Regions from separate parts of the Astyanax mexicanus genome. Here region 1 is linked to region 2. A link is a contact called in public Hi-C data. All regions are on one chromosome and are shown on one strand. Each heading gives the region's core, a stretch centred on a gene start, on an enhancer-like site or on the middle of the called end of the contact. The rest is flanking DNA. Distances are from core to core; before and after follow the strand shown.

Region 1 (3,329 bases), core at 389-2,888, 43 kb after region 2:
TGAGAGGCAGACAGAAAGACAGATATGAAGAGCGAGAGAGTGTTAGCATTAGCGGCCTTTGTTTATCCACTGAGCGCTCAGGAGGGCTTCTGGTTGCCGTGGAAGACGGATGAGGGCTGCAAAAATATTTAGTCAGTGTTAAAATCAGTGTTCTGTCCCAACTGTTCTGCCAAGCAGCGCTGGATTCAGATCACAGGGTTTACACGGCTGGTTTCAGTACTGTGTTAATTTGCACAGTGCACAATTGCTAACATGCAGTACTTTAGTGAACTGTATTTTATGAACAGTTAATTTTTTTTGTTTAAAAATTAAAGGTATTAAAAAGAGTTCATCCTGGTTAGGCTGCAGAAGCTGTGTTCAGCAACAAGATTATTAGTGATGTCCGGATAGTGGGTGGTGATGATGTTGATGATGATGATCCCAAACTCTCCAAGTGAACCCCAGCTCATCTCTAATTAATCCCCAATTCATACCCAGTTTACCCCCAACTCTGCAACTAATCCCCAATTCATACCCAACTCATTCCCAACCCCCCAAGTAATCTCTAAATCATCCTCAAATCATCCAGCTTCATCCCCAAATCTCCAACACATACCCAATTCACCCCCAACTCTCCAATTCATCCCCAACTCTTCAACTCATCCCAATTCATCCCCAACTCTCCAACTCATCCCATTTCATTCCCAACTCTTTAATTCATCCCCAACTCTCCAACACACACCCAATTCATCCCAAACTCTCCAATTCATCCCCAATTTATCCCCAACTCTCCAACTCATCCCAATTCATCCCCAACTCTCCAACACACACCCAATTCATCCCAAACTCTCCAATTCATCCCCAATTTATCCCCAACTCTCCAACACCTATCCAATTTCATCCCCAACACTCCAACTCCTCCCCAGTTCATCCCCAACTCTCCAACACATACCCAATTCATCCTCAACTCTCCAATTCATCCCCAATTCATCCATAACTCTCCAACTTCTCCCAATTCATCCCCAACTCTCCAACACATACCCAATTCATCCTCAACTCTCCAATTCATCCCTAGTTCATCCCCAACTCCCCAATTCATCCCCAATTCATCCCCAATTCATCCCCAATTCATCCCCAATTCATCCCCAATTCATCCCCAATTCATCCCCAATTCATCCCCAATTCATCCCCAATGGATGGATTTGTGAGACACTAACATTGGCCAGCGTACTCATGTCAGTGGTAGGTGAATTATCAGAGATTATTTAACATTCCTTGATGCACAGCATCATGGGTGTGCCAGTAATACATTATAGAAGGCATTACCACCCACAGTGGACAGTGCAGTCAATGGTATTTATCTTCATATGCCGTGTCTGACTGTCAGAAATCAATACAGGAGGTCATTGCTGCTTTCTTTAGCCTCCATGGCATATGCCAAAAGTCATGGGACACAATACTAGTTCCTGTTGCATGTGGAACTCTCACTCTCTGAGAACTCCTGAGGAGGATGCACCAAACATGGCCCTGTTTAGGCCGTGTGGTCAGTGATGAATTAGTTTCAGTTTGAGGTTACAGTGGTGTTTGTTATGGACCCTCCAGCTGGGGTTTTAATCCCTCTCTGAGTGCAGCGCCGGCGGGCAACAAACATCTGTAAACACCTCGCACCTCCAGGTGTTACGCTGGTTTAACGGAGGACAGTGGAGGAGTGTTTACACTAAAGGCAGGACTTTCTGTCCTCCATTAAATTGGGTTACTCCTCCATCAGGTTTGTTAGTCCTTCATTAAAACAGACAAATAACATCATCGTACGACCGTGTGACACCATAGACTCGTCAGGACGTGTGGTCAAGCCACTGGGACTTATTTTCCAGTATTCATTTGTGTGTAAGGGCGTCCTCACACCTGAAAGTCAGGACCAGAGGTTACACTGTATACGTTGAGTTTGGTTAGTTTTGGGTACTACGTTCTGTCGTCATCACCTACGGTACATGGGCTGTGTCTCGCTATACTTCACATTAATTGGTTTGTAGAATGTCATGAGTTCGTCATATGTTGCCAGGTGTTGTGACTAATTCTAGTTGAAAAGTTAAATATATACTTTTTATATATTGTGTATGGAGTTGTAAATATTGAAGCATTGGTCTTTGCGCTACTGCCTAAAATACTCTTCACTGTTATATTTGTGAACAAACATACAAATAAACACAATAGACGATATCAGGATTATAGCATATTATTGAGGTACTATACGGTATAATATATTAAGGTTTTAAAAGTAATGTCTTGTTCATTTGGTTCTCTTATCTATTGTTGAATGGTGGTTCTTGATGCAGTGTGTCTGATGCTTCAGAGATCACAGGTCCTCAGTTTAGGCTTGTGCTCTTACCATATAAACACTTTTTTTAAAGTTTTTTTTTTTTTTTTAAACCCTCATACCAGTCTTAAACTACCATCACACCATTTTTTTTAAATATGCTTCAGGTATGAAATTCATGAATGAATGTATGTATATTAATAAATGAAAAGTTTGCATACTGACCCAATGTTTTGGGGAATGGTGGGGTTGTAGAAGGGTTAATAGACAGATATGTACAGACAGACGTGCAGTGCAATGTTAAAAAGCAGCTGGAGTTTTTAAGTTTAAATGTGTGTTCGCTGTAATTAACACCACTATATGTGCCTTTCCTTCCAGCTGCTAGTGGATTATGGGTACAACTGCCAGTGCTGCCCCCCCGACCACGCCTGAGAGTTTCCACGGCAACGGGATGACGGACAGCAGGCATTCCCTGGGCCATGCCTCCTTTCAGACAGTCAGCATCCACAACAGCAAGGCCAAGTCCATTATCACCAATAAGGTGGCACCAGTCGTTATCACGTAAGACCCGCCTCCTACAGTACACACACACACACACACACACACACACACACACACTCACTACACTGGCTTTCACACCCACTCAACCCCCCGTTTGCAACCCGCAAGCGCTGGAGATAAGACACACACTTCTGTTGTCCTCGGCCGGCGTGACACTGGTGTGAGACGTCCCACCCAAACAGACAATATTTAACCTCAAGGAGGAAGTGTGTGTTTGTGTGTGTGTGTGTGAGACTTTCACACACTAGGACTGAGCAAGCAAACAAACACCCACCCCCCCACCCCCCCCCCAACCGTCTGCAATGTTCACTCTCCTCATCTGTATTATCTCTAAGTTTGTGGTTATAAAATTGTTGGCCAAAGCCTCCTAGTGGGCTGTGATATTACTGCAGTGGAGTTTTTGGACGTTAGTTCCCAGTTCTTTTCCAGTCTCTTTTCTCCAGTTTACCACATTTTTCGCGCTATAAATATT
Region 2 (3,388 bases), core at 271-2,770:
ATTTGTATGGGGATGTCTGGCAAGATGCTAATCCACATTAACCCCAGCAGCAGCACCGGGCAGCGGAGGGGCAGACTGGGGGAGCGGCGGGGCTCGGAGGCCGGGAGGCTGGGGGTGGATGTGGATTGGCCTGGCTGAAGGTGTCTGGGCTGAACTTAAAAACATCTGACAGCCTGGGGCTTCAAAAAAAAAAAAAAAAAAAAAAAAAAAAAACCTGCGCAAAAGCAGCGCAATAATACGCAACAGTCTAACTAACAGAGGCCACAGTTAACTGTAGCCTCGGTGTATTATTAAAAAACAAAAAAACAAACAAAAAAAAAAATAAGGCTGAATTACACAATTTCTATTTACTTTATTACTTTCTTATTACTTTACAATATTATATTATGTTATATTATATTATATTATATTACATTATTGTATTACCCATTTATGCTTATCCTTAATGCAGAAATGAGAAATTTAGAAAATAAAATTAAAATGTTACATAATTTTGTACCAGTTTTAAACAGTTTTAAACTGATAAATTTAAATAATAATTTAAAAACTTTAAAAAGTTTAAATTATTAATTAATTAAGAATGTCTAATAACAGTTTTCATCCAGAATGAATTACAAATAAGAGATTTAGAAAAAAAAGGAGAAATTTTCCACATTTGTTCTTTTCTAATTGTCTTTTTTTATTTGATTTTTTTCAGTTTTAAACTTGCTATTACAGATTTTATACTGCTATTATATGAGCGGTCTGAACAGTTAATCAAAATTAGATCTATTACAAAATTACATATATCTATCTATCTGTCTGTCTGTCTATCTATCTATCTATCTATCTATCTATCTATCTATCTATCTATCTATCTATCTATCTATCTATCTATCTATCTATCTATCTATCTATCTATCTATCTATCTATCTATCTATCTATCTATCTATCTATCTATCTATCTATCAGATCCATAATTGAGTTTAGATCTAGTTCTGCTTTAAGAGTAGATAATCTGCACCTCTACACTAGCCAGTGTTCACATGGTTTCTGTGCTTCAGCTCCTCACACACCTGTACCAGGTATTACTGTGTGCAGGGTTCTGGCACAGAACCCCAGTGTAATTCTCTGAAAGGTCCCTGTGAGGACCAGGTTTTAGGTTTAAGCATGCTATGCTATTTTTGCCATTTAGTCCAAATCATTTGAAACCTTTATTCCAAACAAAAAAAAATGTATCTCCTTACTCTTGGACATGATGCTCCTGATGGTATCTGCCTGCTTGCTCCTGTCCTGCTCCATGTGATCCTCAGCTGGGGTCTGTCCGGGCCTGAAGCTGCGGTACAGACGCATCATGTAGGAGGGTGGATGGTGTCGTGGGACGCTGGCATTCCTATAACTGCCTGACACTCGGGTCAGGAGGAACTGGGAACACAAGACTGCCAGTAAAAATCCCTGCATGTTGGTGGCTGGGTCAGGGGCTTGGAAATGACAGGTTGTGGCACCAGTCTGGCCTTTTATACCACCCCCCCATCATCAGCGCCACCCCCCCTCCTCCTTAAACACCCCACACATTTAACAAGTGCCAGAGCAGAAAGCATGAAAGGAAGCTAGAGTGCCTCTTCAAGGGCCAACATGACAGGTCATCAGCTATTGAGCTGTAAATGAGGACCCCCGGCATGCATATTTTACAATGAACACTTAGATCTCTCCTTTGCGACATATTACTGTTTACACACGTCCCGTTTATTTCTGCGCTCTTTGAAGACCTCGATGGTCCTGGATTGGGTTTTCTGACTCCTTCAAGTTTGGTATATATTGTATATGTAATATTCTGTTAACACCAGTATAAACCTAGTTTACACTATGATGATATAGTAGCAGCACTGGACATCCTAGGCTTCAAAGAAATAATGGAAATACATTTTAAATTGTTAACATAACTATATGATTACATTCTTGTGTAAAATGATTGTTGTATTTATTTTATTGCAGTGTACTCATATATTTATATCATATTAATATTCCTATGTTATCATATTCAAGTCTTCACAATTGAATTGTTACATAACAGTTACAATAAACTTTTTTGCTATAAAAGTTTATGATGCTATAGGTGCAGCACTGGACAATCTCAGCCTTTTTTTACATTTTTACTGGATAATATTTATTATTTTTTTATTTACAGAAATATATATTAATCACATTTCTAAGACTTATATAAGGTGCTATTACATTTACATATTAGACGAGTAATTACATAATATTTGTTATATATTAGTTTAGTGTAGTATATTACAGCATATGCATATATTGTATGCATTTGCATTTGCTATTTTATATTTAAATTGACAGTTGATTGATTATACAATAAACCTAAATAAAACATAAAAATAACCTTTTTATTTAATTTTATTTTTTTGTTGGAATATAATTATATTATTATATTATTACATTAACACATTAGAATTATGAGATGATTTCATATTATTTGATTTAATTTTTATTATATTACATTATATTTATGTATATGTATATTTGTATGCTATTAAACATTAAAAATTGACATTTGTAATTTGTAAGATTTTTAACATTGTATTTTTATCTATTCAATCTAAAGAACATTTTCTGAAAATGATATATTCTTTATTTTGTGTGATTGTAGCTGGGGTTAAATTTTTGCAACTCACCCGTATTCCGTAAAACCACGCCCACCTTCTTTACAATTGGTTAAAAGTTTATAATCACTGATATTCACGCTAAGAGAACTCTGGGATCAACTATCTCCCAATCCCAGCCCAGACCTCGAGATGCTACCAGCCAATCACAGCACAGGGCGGAATTTATCAGAAAACGGGTACATTCGTAAAAAACACCCGTTTTCGTCCACCACGCGCATGCGCAGGGCGCTACCTCGCTGCCACAATGCTTTTCTACTTGGGGAGATAAAAAAAATCTTTGGGGACTGGAGAGCCGCCCATGCGCTAAAAACACACCAGAGCGTTTTAAGCGAAAAGCACAAGAACATAGAGAACGTTTTAGAACCCGGAGAAACCTAGAAGAATTTTTTTCGTGCAGTTTGTTCCGCAGAGGACTGCGGGTTTGGTGCAATGGTGAGTAATGGGAGAAGTTTTTGCTGCAGTGAGCTGGAGCTGTGTGTGTTTGGGATGCAGTGTTGTGTGTGTGTGTGTGTGTGTGTGTGTTTCATGTGTCTGTGTTTGTGAGTGTGTGTGCACACTATGTGGGCACCCATGTCCCATTCACACTTCACACTCTTGGCATGGCTCGCATCCCATAAGGAGGAGTTGCCATTCGCCGTCCCCATACTCCAATTCTCCGTTCCACCTTCAATAGCACTGCACTTAGATTCTGGCACCCCATGCTCCCGAATGTAACCCTGCAATATCG

The links. A called contact is a pair of places that touch in the nucleus more often than the background predicts.
Region 1: a contact with region 2 is called in a Hi-C map of muscle, with 5 times the contacts expected there. The contact joins the enhancer-like site here to the promoter of ndr2 in region 2. A contact is called at or near these places in 2 of 3 Hi-C or Micro-C datasets (blood and muscle).

The regions. Positions count from the first base shown.
Region 1 is chr15:15,418,298-15,421,626 of AstMex3_surface, forward strand. pald1a (phosphatase domain containing paladin 1a) reads left to right here. Exons shown (of 20, transcript XM_022669058.2): 2 at 2,675-2,857. The coding sequence starts at 2,688. Among protein-coding and RNA genes, the nearest start is that of pald1a, 41 kb to the left of the region's middle. Within about 2 kb of position 1,639, the one cell type or tissue checked has an H3K27ac peak away from gene starts, as active enhancers do.
Region 2 is chr15:15,375,749-15,379,136 of AstMex3_surface, forward strand. ndr2 (nodal-related 2) reads right to left here and starts at 1,521. Exons shown (of 3, transcript XM_007242927.4): 1 at 1,228-1,521. The coding sequence starts at 1,441. pald1a (phosphatase domain containing paladin 1a) reads left to right here and starts at 2,883. Exons shown (of 20, transcript XM_022669058.2): 1 at 2,883-3,093.